2 separate regions of the Rattus norvegicus genome follow, and region 1 is linked to region 2. The links are chromatin contacts, called in public Hi-C maps. All regions are on one chromosome and are shown on one strand. Each heading gives the region's core, a stretch centred on a gene start, on an enhancer-like site or on the middle of the called end of the contact. The rest is flanking DNA. Distances are from core to core; before and after follow the strand shown.

What was found. Hi-C and Micro-C count contacts between places; a contact is called where the count stands out from the background.
Region 1: a contact with region 2 is called in a Hi-C map of liver, with 2.0 times the contacts expected there. The contact joins the promoter of Spsb4 here to the enhancer-like site in region 2. A contact is called at or near these places in 9 of 12 Hi-C or Micro-C datasets (the A7r5 cell line, hepatocytes, kidney and 4 more).

Annotation. Positions count from the first base shown.
Region 1 is chr8:106,486,369-106,492,942 of GRCr8, reverse strand. Spsb4 (splA/ryanodine receptor domain and SOCS box containing 4) reads left to right here and starts at 3,672. Exons shown (of 3, transcript NM_001106849.2): 1 at 3,672-4,226. It overlaps LOC134480089 (a long non-coding RNA gene), which reads right to left and starts at 3,163. Exons shown (of 3, transcript XR_010054248.1): 1 at 2,590-3,163; 2 at 2,056-2,491; 3 at 997-1,314.
Region 2 is chr8:106,422,353-106,429,185 of GRCr8, reverse strand. All of the region lies in intron 2 of Spsb4 (splA/ryanodine receptor domain and SOCS box containing 4), which reads left to right. Among named protein-coding and RNA genes, the nearest start is that of Pxylp1, 61 kb to the right of the region's middle. Within about 2 kb of position 1,380, at least 8 of the 93 cell types and tissues checked have an H3K27ac peak or open chromatin away from gene starts, as enhancers often do. A contact at or near this core is called in hepatocytes, kidney and liver, where this site is marked.

The sequences.
Region 1 (6,574 bases), core at 2,423-4,922, 61 kb before region 2:
AGGAAGTGGATTGCTAAGGGGTGGGCTTTGAGGTCTCAGATGCTCAAGCCAGGTCTAGTGTGCCGTTCACCTCCCACTGTCTGCTGATCTGCATGTAGCTGTCTCTCCAAATCATGTGGACCTGCATGTTGCCATGTTTCCCGCCATGACAATAATGGACTGAACTGTAAGCAAGCTGTAGTTAAATATTTCCCTTGATAAGAGTTGTTCTAGCATGGCATCTCTTCATAGTAATAGACATCAAATTAAGACACCCTGTTTTTCAAATGAGGAGGCTAAAAGCACACATGTCTAAACTGAGATTTTTAAACCTATAGCCAAGCAACAGCTATATGTCCATAAAATAGTGTGTGTTCTTTGGAGTGAGACCATACTGAGTTTATCAAGGATTTACTTTAGATCCACTCCTTGGCAGTTAAGAATATCTTGTATTAGTTATATGATGCTGATTAGCAAACAATCCCAAGATTCATAATTGTTTTCTCAGCATTTCCAGTCAAGAATCAGTGTGGCTTAGTTTGTGCCTCTGATTCAGTTGTCTTGAGTATAGTCAAGGCACCGAAAGGACCTCAGCCAGATAGGAAGGCTCAGTCAAGGAGGGATGTGCTACCTAGTTCAGTCCCATGGTGGCAGACCTCAGTCCCTCACCAAGTTTCCCCACACTACCTGGCTTCCTTTGTGGGGGCAAAAGCCAAAAGAGCAAAAGAGATGACATGTGCCCAGAGTTGCTGGCCTTTTCCTTATCCAATCGCAGAAGGAACAGCGTGTCTGTCCTACCGTGTTCTATTTGTGAACATCGAGACAGGGAGTCCAGCCTGCACTTCAGTGAAAGGAAGTCAGAATGTGGCAATCCAGGGACAAGGGTTATCAGAGATCAGTTTATAGGCTTCCAACTTCAGTTTAAAGATCAGGTTATCCAGGCTATTCCTCAAGTGGCAATTGTTTCTTCCTGTGTGGTTGTTTCCTCTGAATTGAAACATGCTCTCAGAGCGGGAGGAGAGAGGTTTACTAAGACTTTTTATTTTTTTAAACTAATACTCAGGAAGCTAATAAAACATAGAAGGCTTTCATAGAAGCTCATGAAAGTTACAAGATTCACAAGGCTCCTTCTCAAGCTTGTAAAAGCTGGGGTGTGGCGACTCCTCTGATTGCTAGCTGTGCAGGCACACAGATCAACTTGCCGTCCATGCTGGGGTGGGCTTTTTAGTGATGACTTTGTGCCTCCGACGCCAGTAAGTAACACCAATACATTTACTGGATCACCAAAGTAGGCTTGGGTGGGATAATTTCCCTGATCTGCCGTGGATACCTTATCTGGAATGAACAGACATTTGTCCACATTTCAAACATGGAGACATATCACACGCTATTCAGGGGGTGGAGGACTTGGGGAACTTTAGTGATACTTAGGGGTACTGTTGTACACATTTCTTGATACCTAAGGCAAGTCACATTTGTAAAGGCCTGTGGAGTGAACCTATCTGGCACACAGGTGTGTGTTTGGGGAAGTAGTTTCTCAAATTGTTGCGCCTGATCCTTCCTTGCCTTGTTCTTAAGCTATTGTGAGGTCCTTCCAGAAAGAAAGAAGAAATGCCCGTTGGCAGTTGTATTGGGATCCAGGTGGAGAAACCATCAGCTGCAGAGTCTTGGGTATTTATTTTAAGGTTTATTTTAAGTGTATGAGTGTTTTGCCTGCATGAATGTACGTGCACCATATACATGTCCGGGGCCAATGGACGTCAGAAGAAGGAGTCTGATCCCCTGGAACTGATTGATATTCTGGATAACTGTGAACTACCATGTGAGTGCTGGGAACTGAACCCTGGTCCTCTGCAGGAGCAGAAAGTACTGTTTGTTTGTTTGTTTGTTTGTTTGTTTGTTTGTTTGAGACAGGTTTTCTCTGGGTAGCCACGGCTGTATTGGAACTCACTCTGTAGACTAGGCTGGCCTTGAACTCAGAGATCTGACTGCCACTGCCTTCTGAGGGCTGGGGTTTAAAGGCGTGCATCACCACTACCCAGTTGAACTGAAAGTACTCTTAACCATCTGAGTCACCTCTCCAGTCCTTGCAAAGTCTTGCTTAAGTTCCCCTTTGCTCTGAGTTTTCCTCCGTCCTCATTTCTTGCTGTCCAGCTCTGTCAGCACCACAGCCGAGGTCAGAGCACGTACTCCAGAAGCGTCCTGAGGAGGGAGGGGACTCGAGGGGAACAAGGAAATATGTGCATGGGTCACATCACATTCTTTTAACTGTGCAGTCCCAAGGACAGAGACACACAGGTACAAAGAGACAGACATGCAGACACAGATGAAGTAGCACAAATCGCGAGCGCTGTAAATACTTGCTCAGGATACCCCTTTGCCACACCACTGAGCTGTCCTAATTGGCAAAGCATCGTTTACGTCTTGGACTTCTGAGGCAGCTTCCAAGCTGTCCTGTGCTATTCATCCATCTATCCACACCGCCACCGGATTATCTTTCTGGACAGCAAATCTGTGAAGGTCAAGAGGCCTGCCAAACTGATCTTGGGGAAAAGCCAAGCCTTTGGAGGCTCTCCAAGACCCTAAGTACCCACTCTCGTTTCATCTTACCTCTTGTTTTGACTCCAGTCGTACCACAGGCTGTTACCATGAGACTATGATGCCTCTGCGTCTAGCAGCTACTTCATGCAGACACTTCCAAATCGCCCTCCACAGTCTGGGAGAGGAACTCCGGAACCTGGGTCAACACATTTCCCTCACAGGGTTGAATTACAGGTGCTTGTCTTCTGTGTCCATGAAAAAAAAAAAGGACATTTTCTGAGAAGTGAGGTCAGTTAAGACTATGGAATGGACCTAATGTCAACTCTGGCATCGAAAGCAAGATGCACTGACCTGGAAACTTCGTTTTCCCCAAGGAAGCCTAAGTGGAGAGATACAGAGCATCCCTCGCTCTGGCCACACCCTCTTATCTCTATGTTCTGGCTAACGAGGGAGCCGCCCACCATCAGCGCCAGTAGCCCTCTGAGCAATGAATCTTCTCTCTGGCCTCAGGTGGGCGGGGAAAGGCACTGTGGAGCAGGTGCTGCGTGAAATTGGATTCTGAAAGATGAGTTGGAGTCTGGTCTCAGAAATAAAGTGCGGACATGTGTGTGCCTAAGGCAAGGGGTTATATTAAAGCATTCTCTTTCCCAGTCGCTGTTTCCCGCAGGCCTTGAATACAGGCACCAAAGCTATCTGGCAACCGTGATGTCTGCTCTCTTCATCCCCGCCCCCAGGGACACCCACCATGGCTCTCCAGGCACGCTTGAATGAATGGGGGAGGACCCGTGCGCATGAATGAGCGCGTGTGTGAGCGAGTGTCTAGGCCAGCCAGCCGGCAGATGAGTGAATGGCGTCCGCGCCACTTCGGCCCAGGGGCCCGGGCGCGGGTTCCACTTCCCTTTCCCGCCAGCTGGTGGCCTCCTGAAGGTGGCAGAGCCGAGAGCCGCCCGAGCTGGGACGGCCCGGGCGCGGGATGGTGGGGGAAGGGGCGTTCCCGGCGGCCGCGCCTTCCGCGGCTATTGGATTAGTGGCCTTCAGGGATGAGCTCAGCCGGATCGGCTTTCAGCTGCAGCCTCCGGGCCGGCCGGGAAGGCGGGGAGCGAGCGGCCGTGTAGGAGGTGGGGGAGGCGGCGGCTGCAGCATCCAGAGCTGGCCCTGGCGGTCGGCGCGCCCCGCGCACAAAGGCGCCCAGCCCCTGGGGAAGGCAATGAGCGCACAGCAGCCCGGGCCCTGGCCACCGCTGCAGCCCTCCAGGCGTGTGCTCGGTGCTCTGGGGAAGAAACCGGGTGCTCCGGGGACGAGCGGCCGAGGTGAGGCCCGAGTGCCCTGAGTGCGAGATTCGTCGCCCTCCAGGTCAGGCGCCAAGCTTTAGGGCCACCAGGGCAAGGGCTTCCGCGCCCCTCTGAGATCAGCGTAGTCGGGCACTTCACCACTCGGGACTGGACCTCGGCGGCCACTCGCCTCTCCTGAGCGTCAACTTCTCCAAGAACGTCCCTAACTCCAGGGCACCCTGCGGAGAGAGAGGGCGCTGCCGCCGGGTACAACTGAGAGGACGCGTCGCTGACTGAGAAGCAGCAGCCAGCATCCGCGGGGTCGCTCGGGCGCCCCTGAGTGGGCGGCAGTGGCAGCAGACCTCTCTCCCGGGAGTCCCGGACCTGCCAGCGCTGGGGATTCCTCCCAGGCGGGCGCTCGTCTTCTCTTTTATGGTAAGTGCTCTCCAGCTCCTGCTAAGGGGTGATCACACGCCGGTACGGGTCACACCGGTGCTCTTGGGGACTCAATGGTCCGGGTCGGTGGAAATGTCTCCGCGAATTGTGGCAATCCTAGCTGGTTGGTTTGCGCCTAGCTTCGGGCGTTGCACTGAGCCCAGCCTCTGGTACTGTAGGTTTGAAATCGCTGCTCTCGGTGTAGTGGAGACCACACACACACACACACACACACACACACACACACACACACACTGAGCGCAGACTCACCGGATTATGTTCCGGTCGTACATCCGTCACTCTCCGGGGTGACCTTAGGCCAGGCACCGCAACCTCGGTTTCCTCATCCGTAGGATGGGGATGATAATTGAATCCTTTATACTAGAGTGTTGGAGGGAACTGCTGGGTTGGTGCGGAGACCTGCGCCTGGCATTCAGAAAGCACTTAGGCACTAACTAGCGTTAATCTTAGCTTTTTGAGTCTAAGCACATCACCCAGTTTCCCAGAGCTGCCTCATCTGTGTGGCGAGGACAGTAATTTCTAGGGGTCTGCTGGTCTGTGGCTTTTGGAGCGTTGGGAGTAAAGCGCCGAGCAATCAGCAGGCGCTGGTGATGATTGTTATGGTTCACCTCCGACGCTGGAGTAGGGAAGACTGATTGCCCAGTCCGGGAGCCGCTCGCGGACGGTCCCCAGCCTGGCTGCGGGACAAACTTGGAAAGAATGGGTGGCTCAGGGGCTCTGGGAAACAGGAAGGAAGCCAAAGCCCTAAGTGCGGCAAATAAGTCCACTTCTGTTGAGCCGGGAAAAACAAGGGACCCCAAACCCCTGGCTGGAAAGGCCCAGGAAGTGTGATTCCCACCGCCCGGTGGCCAAGCGAGGGCTGCTGAGTCAAGAAGAGAGAAGAGGGCACGTTTGTGTGGCTCTCTCTCTGGAACTTTCAGTCCTGCAGTTCCGGGCTTGGATTCGAATTCGGCTTTCAGCACTATCCCGCGGTGTGACCTTGAGCAGTTCTTCTAAGGTCTGCTGCTCTTCTGTGCTTCCCCTCCCCCTCCCCCTTCTTCCCCCTCTCCTCGCTCCTCTCCCTCCCCCTACTCCGCGATTTGGGTGTGAACGCCTCTTATCCTTCCATTCATCTGTCTCAAACAGTTTAGAGTCTATCTAGATCTAGAAGAGATGCCACGGATTATGGGAAGGTTCACTCTCCCACTGTGCCCTGTGGAAAGCGACTAGCGCCTGAGGCTTCAGATCTGTTTCCTCGCTTTGACACCTCGGTCTTTAAACTACAAGTTTCTATTACTCAGGATGATGGAGGATCCTTCAAACTCTCCCCTCCGCTAGCTCTCCCAAACCATTCAATATTGGTTTAGGGTTTATTGGTTTAAACCCTCCTTGTAGAACAGCAAAATGTCACAAGTGTGGTATAGACATCCTTTACACGGGCAGCCGCAGTTTTTGAGACACACGCACGCACACACCCTGATTCCATGTTTCAGATTTCCACAGCAAAGGTGGTAAAGAGAATTTAAGCCACTTTTGGCAAGCTGCGACCAAAATAGACTCACCAGCCATGCCATGCAAATATCTCTTCAGTTTTCATTTCTCTTCGATTTTAAAGAATCAGTGCCATAGCAATACAATCTGCAAGGAAAAAAAAAACTTGCCAGAAGCAGTCAGGTAAATCTGGGGGGGGATGCTGCCATGGTTTCATAGCTTCCAATTTGGAACAGATTGGGGGGGGGGGTGCCGGGAGTGGAACCCAGGACTTTGTGCATGCTAGACAGGCACTCCACCCCCGAGCTCTAGCCTCAGTCTAAACTGTGTAAAGAATCAAGACAAGGAGGAGCCCCTAAGGACAAAGACTACAGACAATTCACACAGAGAGAGTGGAACAGAGATAACACGAAAACCTAGTGCCTTACCACACTCAATAAGAAAAATGTGTGTTGAAGCCGTAAGTAAGATTCCATTTTTCAGACATCAGATCAGCAATAGTAATAGCCAGTTCACCAGCAAGGAGCGCTTATCCTCAAAACTGTAAATAGACCAAATTCCTCTCTAGCTAGAACTTCCTCAAGACCTCTAGGAGTAAAGGCAGGGTATGCCCTCTAGGCCTGGCTACCACCGATACCATCTTCTCTGTCACTTTTCCCTTCCCCACCCCTGAAACCCTGGCCTAAGATCTTGGTTTTGCTCCAACACTCCAGGGCTTGTTCCTTTCCTGATTTCCACTCCTACCCCCAGTTGGTTATAGGACGGCAGCCTTGTCATCCTTCAGGGATGTCCCAGGATGTGGCTAGGCTCAGGCCCCAGGCAAGGTCTTTGCCCTTTGAGGGAAAGGCCCAGTGCAG
Region 2 (6,833 bases), core at 131-2,630:
GCATGGTTGGGATCAAATCCCCAAACAACTCTGAGCCCTAAGGAACCTCAAGTTTGCATCAGCATTGTCCAATGTAAGTTCTATAGTGCACGCTGATTGGGTCCCTTCAGTCACATGGCCACCCTGAACCAACCCCTGTGGTCGTGGCATTGGAATGTGCTGGTTTGCTCAGCTCCATCCAGAGCTGAGAGGAAGTCGAACCCAAGTCATCCTTGAAGGCATCTGCAGGTGTTTTACTCAAAGAGAGGAAGCAGCAGGCAAAACTCACAGAAAACCATCAGTAACCGACATAAGAGTTAGCAGGATAGGAGTTTGTAAGTGGTTTACATTTTATATAAACCACAGTGAAAATCTAGGCTGTCCTTGGCAGTGTCATTCATTCATCAGGAAGGTGGCTTCTGTGGTAGAGTTCGTCTGTGTTCTGTAGCCTGCCTCCGGCTCTCCTGGCTGTCAATTTGAACAGTCTAGTTGAAGACACATCCCACTGGTATCCTCACTTAGACACCTAGGAGGGAGGGATTTCCTGAGGCTTGTGAGTTCCCCCCAGAACACCAGAACCCCATCCTAGAGCTCATGGTCATCCTTCCACTCCCTCTCTTGGTCCCCTGATGGGAAGTGAAGGTTCGTGTTCATGAATAGTGGCCTCTCCTACTGCTCTACCCCAGTGTCGAAGAGTCCAGATAGAGTGGAGTCTGCTGATTCAACCCTAGCTACTCAGGAGGCTGAGGCAAGAGGATCACATGGATCAGGGCCACCACAGATACAGACAGAGTGCCAGACTGGCCTGTATAACTTAGTGAGACCACATCTCAAAATAAAAACTAAGAAAGAAGTCTGGGGGTGTAGCTCAGAGATAGAGCACTTGCCTAGCACTGAAAGAACCATGAGTCCGATTTCCACTACTAGAAAAAGAAAAATCCCTACACAGGGTCTAGGTGACTAGGTTCTTAGAGACTCTGGGTTGAGGGACTTGTCCTAAAGGTGGGGACTACAAACGATCCGGGTCTTAGTTGAGTCACGTAACCGATTAGGTTATAGAAACCAGGAACCTCGGCTTGGTGGTTCTTTCCCAGGGATGGCTGGTTACCACAGGCAGCAAGCCAGGAGGCAGCTGAAGCGAAGACCCACCACCTTCCCATGGGCGTTCTACTAATGAATCAGCACCAGCCGGCAGACCAGTGAGAAACCCACAAGCCCACATCTACCAGGTTTAATTTCTGCTGGGGGCTGGGGGCTGGGGCCTGGATCGCTTCTTCCCCATGCTTTGCTCTGGATGTTAATAATCAACTAGCCTGGCATGCCAGTGAGGCCAGAGGTGGGGTGAGAGCAGGAGCCCTGGGGTTTGGGTGGATGATCAACCAGAGAAGCAACGGAACCAGTGAATGTGCTATCTGAACAGAGGATTGTCTCTCCAACTAGCTCTCGGTTCAAAGGCCACCAGTGCTCATACAGAGGCCCTGCCTCAAAGAGTCCCCCGCTTACTGGGGCAGCCACCAAGTTATCACTGGTCAGATGAGCACTGATAAAGGGTAGGCAGTGCGGTGGAGAGAGAATGGCCTTTTGGGCCCCCGAGAGAGAATTGCGGAGGGACCCACGGCAGGAATACTGGGAGGAGCATTGAAGAGATTGTTAGGTAGAGAAAGCCTTGAAAGGCCTGTCAGAGGAGGGGTCACGGTGTATGGAGGCACAAAAGCCTACAGAGGCTTTAAAGAGTCCCTGCCGAGTGCCAGAGATCTGAGCTAGGGTTCAGGGAAGCTGAACTCCTGATGTAACTGTAACTGGCTCTTTACTCATCAAAACCTAGGAATCTGGACCTGGGTGAGTGTGTGTGTGTGTGTGTGTGTGTGTGTGTGTGTGTGTGTGTTAATTTCTTTTTTCCTTATTTAAATGCATCCATAAGGTTTAATTTAAACATCACAATCGTAAGTCTGCCCACTCCTGTCTTCAGCCACCTCCCCAGAGGCCACTGAAGCAATTGGATTTTTGTCTCTTCCTCTCAGGTATTTTCCACAGACACAGGCAACAGAGTACCGCACACCCTGAGTTGCACACCTCGGGGATGACTCAGCAGACAGAGAATCTCTGCCTTCCCTTTGCTCGACATCTGCAACGGTTTCCATTTAGAGCCCCAGGCTATGCATCAGGACCACCCCTCAGCCTCGGTTCTGTACCGGGAAAGGCAGCTCTTACACAGTAATAGGTGCAGAGCCAAGGTCACCTGGGTGTTTGAGGACTGAGCTAGGACTCAAGCTCAGACCTCTGCCTCTTATGTCCGCTCCAGGCCTGGCAGGTTTGTTCTCCGCCTCCTTGATCACAGTGTGTCAAACCATGAGCCAGAAAGGTGAGGGGTAAGACTGCTATTTTTTTTTTTTTAAGCATTGCAGGCAATAGGCTGATGTCACAACAACCTTCAGTGTAGAATTGTGATTTCAGGCAGCCTTGGTGGTTGTTTTGTTAACAACCATTTCTCCCTCTCTCCTCCTTCCTTCTTCTTCCTCTTCTCCCCACCTCCCCAGCAGCCCTGCTTCAAGCCTCAGCTCATCTTGGTCCCCATGTCTGGTCACTATGACAACAAGGGTCTTCCGTCAGAAAGAGGCCTTCCAGGTATTTTATTTTGGGCTTCAATTAAGCTGGCTGAAGGCTACGAGCAATGCAGGGAAGTGTGTTTTACTTACGGCCTTCGAGAGAAGCCAGGTGCTATTTCTAGCTCCTTAATCGGCGTTGCTAAATGGGGTCTTAATGCTAGTTCCCATGGTATCACGAGTTTTCATCACAGTGACTCCCTCTCCAACCTCACTCTCTCATCTCCCTCCTTAATGGGAAACACCTCTCTCTCTCTCTCTCTCTCTCTCTCTCTCTCTCTCTCTCTCTCTCTCTCTCTCTCTCTCTCTCGTGCTGGCAGCTGTCAGTAGGCCCCCAGCCTTTCTGGCCTGACATTCACTGGCCCTCTGCAGCCCAGCCTTTGGGAATATTTGTTCTGCTCTATCACACATCTATCAGGAATCTGAGTTCTCAGGAGGTCTATCCAAGGGTCGAAATTCTATCTCCAGACTCCGCCATCCTCTCCAGCTGCCCCATTAAAGCCAGAGGGAGGGACGGATACATGATTGACTATATTGAAGAAACATTAGCACTTTTGTGAGTGTCTAAAATCCTCCTCAATCGTACTTCATAAGTCAAGACAGATCACTCATTAAATCAAGGCAAGTTAAATGTTTTCCTATGCCTCGAGAAACTGAGGTTGGGACCAGGAAGTCAGTAAACATCCATTGTCATGTGCTGTTGTGAAACATGTGCTGTTCAGTTCAGTCCCTACACAACTCTTCTTTAAAGGAAAGATTAAGAAAAATGCTGTGTCAGAATTTCTGACCGTAGCATCCATTGTACAGTGAGTGCTTGAGACATGGTTCTCCTTGGGCCCTAGGTGTTGTGAGGAAGGAGCGTGGACTGCACGAACTGCAGCCAAAGCACAAAGGCATGGAAATGTTTCAGTTTGCCTGTACGAAACCAAGTCAGCAGTTCTCCCTGTTTCCTGCATGTTCCGTCCTCAGGGGTTCTTTGGGGCCTCGTTAGTCCTTGAGCAAGTTTTTGGAGTGATTCACACTCCTACAGTAAACGGGGCATTTGTAAAGGTCCTTGGAAAAGACAGGGCTTTCTAAGGAAACGAGGCTGCGTGCTCGCCCTGATTACCTCTAAAGAGTCTGCAAGTCGTCAGTGCTACCTTCATTCACATCCCACACCACGGAGCTGACGAGACAGATCCAAAGTCCTGTTCCTTGGAGGACCTTAGTGTCTTTCCTCACAGTGGGAACCTAGGACTCTACTGTCCAAAGCTGCTCCCCCATTAGATGCTACACTGCTCTGGATTCTCTTTAAATGCCATTGACAAAAGGCCCTGGCCCCCTTGGTGGAAGAGGCTCGACAACATTTCCACTGGTGGGGAGCCATGGTTCAGGACATTACAGGGCATGGCCACCGGGCTAAGACTTTCTCCTGGATGGTCATCCCCAGGGACTCCTCCCAGCCCAGAGGCTCCTTGGGTGTGGAGGCAGGACAGAACCTTCCTTACCTGAAAGTGAAGATGCTGAAGTGTGTAAAGAGTAGATGAGTTGGTTTGTCACGGGTTAAAGTAGCACCTGCCACAGGAGACGTGCCACGGGAGTGGGCTGCTGTTGTTGCCCTCACTGTTGTAGTGAGTCTGTGATGCGGCTGGTACACCTATCTCCAGGACTGTAACTAAACTCTCAGATGTGTCCTCTGCCACTCTCCTGAGCATCCTGTCAGTGACCCTGCATGGGTGTGTGGGGGGGGTGCCAGATTCTGTTCCCCTCAGTCCTCTGGAGTGGTCAATCGGGGCCGTGGTACTGGATCTGGCACAGCAGTAGGAGTTTGAACCAAGTCAGGCCAGAGGATACGCTGGCAGGATTCATCCAGGGCAGCTGCTGCAGGCCCTGGGCAATGTCTAACAAGATCAACAGGATTCTCAGTCTGGGCCACTTTGGGAAACTGGTTTTGCCACCACTTAATTAGAACATATGAAAAAAAGTTAATTTTCCCTGTCAATGTCCTTCCTGCCAAATACGTTTTGGCTCATAAACCATTAATGTCTGCCACACCTTCTCTGTAGTAAAATAAGAATAAGACGTCTTGGTCCGTGGGAAAACAGATGTTGCAGGCATTTTATAGCTAATATATTAGTTTTCTCGTCATTGAGTGGTGTCTTGTAGAGTTCAGGTCCTGGAGCCCTAAAAGTCCTGTCAGCACTTACTAAGTCTAGGTAAGCCAGGAGGTCGCACAGTCTCTCTGCTGGCATTTCCTCAGGGACCTGGTAACGGGGGCTCACAGTCCTGCTTGGAACCAAACGCTGGTGCCCTAGAATGTGCTCTTTGGTTGGCCGGGCCTTGCTGCCATTCTCCACAGCTGCTTTTCAGGATATACGTAGGAGATTCCCGGTCCTGTTGGGTTGAGATTTGCAGCTTCTGGCCTGTAATGGATGTGCCACTCGGGCTTATTTTCATTCATGCATCGGGCATTAACATTTTTGAAACTTAGCTAACACAAGGCATCACGAACTGGATGTTGTCAGAAGTAGAAACAGTCAGCGCCTCTGAAGCTGCTGATCCTTATTCTGCATCGTGGTCCTGGCGCACTGCACATCCTAATGAACAGAGCTCCTTGTTTGGTCCTGAACAGACACACGCCATTTTCCTCTTCTGGAGCTATCCCTCCCCAAAAGACTGGTTCTTCCTCAGCCTAATTGAATCTTTTGGCTGAAGGCGGGGAGGGGCAGGAGAACCAGCAGACCATATTGAAGAATCCAATTTACTCATCACTTTTGCAGAACTTAAGAAAAGCAAGCTTCCCCGTTTCCTCTGGGCCCGTTTCTGAGTTCACACTCGGAAAGGTCAAGTAAACACAGTAAATCCATTAGAAAGCCTTCATATTAAGGCCCTGGGGCTTATGTTCATTAGCAAGAGGCTAACATGGTAACATTTGCTAAATGGAAGGAAGTGTGTCTGACCTTGGCTGTTTGAACACAGAAAGCTAGCAGTTGTGAGCAGCACACCCCAGGCTGCTTCAAGAAGGACGAAAGACCCTTGTCGCTGGGCCTTCAGGGGAAAATGCCTCCGGTGGGGTCTAGATCCCACTTGGAACCTAGCAAATTGGACCCATTTGCTAACTATCTGACAGTGGGCAAAATCCTTTACTCTGAGTCAGTTGCTCTCTTGCCAGCCTGAGGCTAGGCTTGCCTGGGTTAGGTCCACCTTCCGTGCTTTCAAGGGTCTCTAATGCACAACCCACTAGATGACATCACCACATGAAGCAGTGTTGAATAGACAAGGCAAGGGGGCCTCTTGAGACTAGCTAGCCACTCTTCAGGGCTGGAAGGCAGATTGCTTTTACACACACACACAGAATCTCAAGTCAGATACTGAGCACTACTCAACTGTGGCCTTGAGCTAGCTGCATGACCCCTCTCGGCCTCAGTTTCTTCATCTGTAACTGGGCCCACAGAAAGCACGGCCTCATTGGGTTGTTGTGAGAATTAAATACAATGAGGGATATAAAGCACAAAGACGTCCCGTGACCTGGGAGGTGACCTGGGAGGTGCTGTGCGAGCCTCACTATAGCTCTTTGTATTATAACTGTTGCCAGAAATTGAGTTCAAGAGCCCAGCCAACGGACTTGAGGATGTCAACAGTCGTGGGCTTCTCCAGGCGTCATCTGGCTCCTAAAACCACAGCAGGCTGGTAGATAGGGTTGGTGACTCCAGTCACAGAGCTGCTGAGTTCTGGTTCTCCCACACATTGTCCGTTCTAGCCTGCTCGGACGTGTTTAGATCAGTGTTTCTCAACCCGGGGCTCCCACCCCCTTTGTGGATGGACCGTCTTTTCCACAGGGGTGGCCTAGTAGATGTCTACAGTACAATTCATAACAGTAGCCAAGTTACTGTTAGGAAGAAGCAACGAAAATGATTTTATGGTTGGGGCCCTCACAACTGTATCGGAGGGTCACATGCAGCATTTGGAAGGATGAGAACCGCTGGTTTAGATAAACAATCTGTGGTTTTCAGCACAGGCATTACGCTACCAGACATTCCCTACCTTCTACACCAGCTGCCTCATTTTCTGCTTTGGTCCCAAGGACACTGGCTGCCCTGAAATATTAATAGCTGTCATTGATCGAGTGCCACAAAGTCCAGGACCTTCAGTAAGTACCTGGACTCTCTGCCCCTTACCTGGTCCTTCCACCGCTCCCCGTGAAGCAGGGAATTACACTGTTTTACCAAAAAAAAAAAAAAAAAAAAAAAAGGCGGCCAGTTGTTTCAGGCC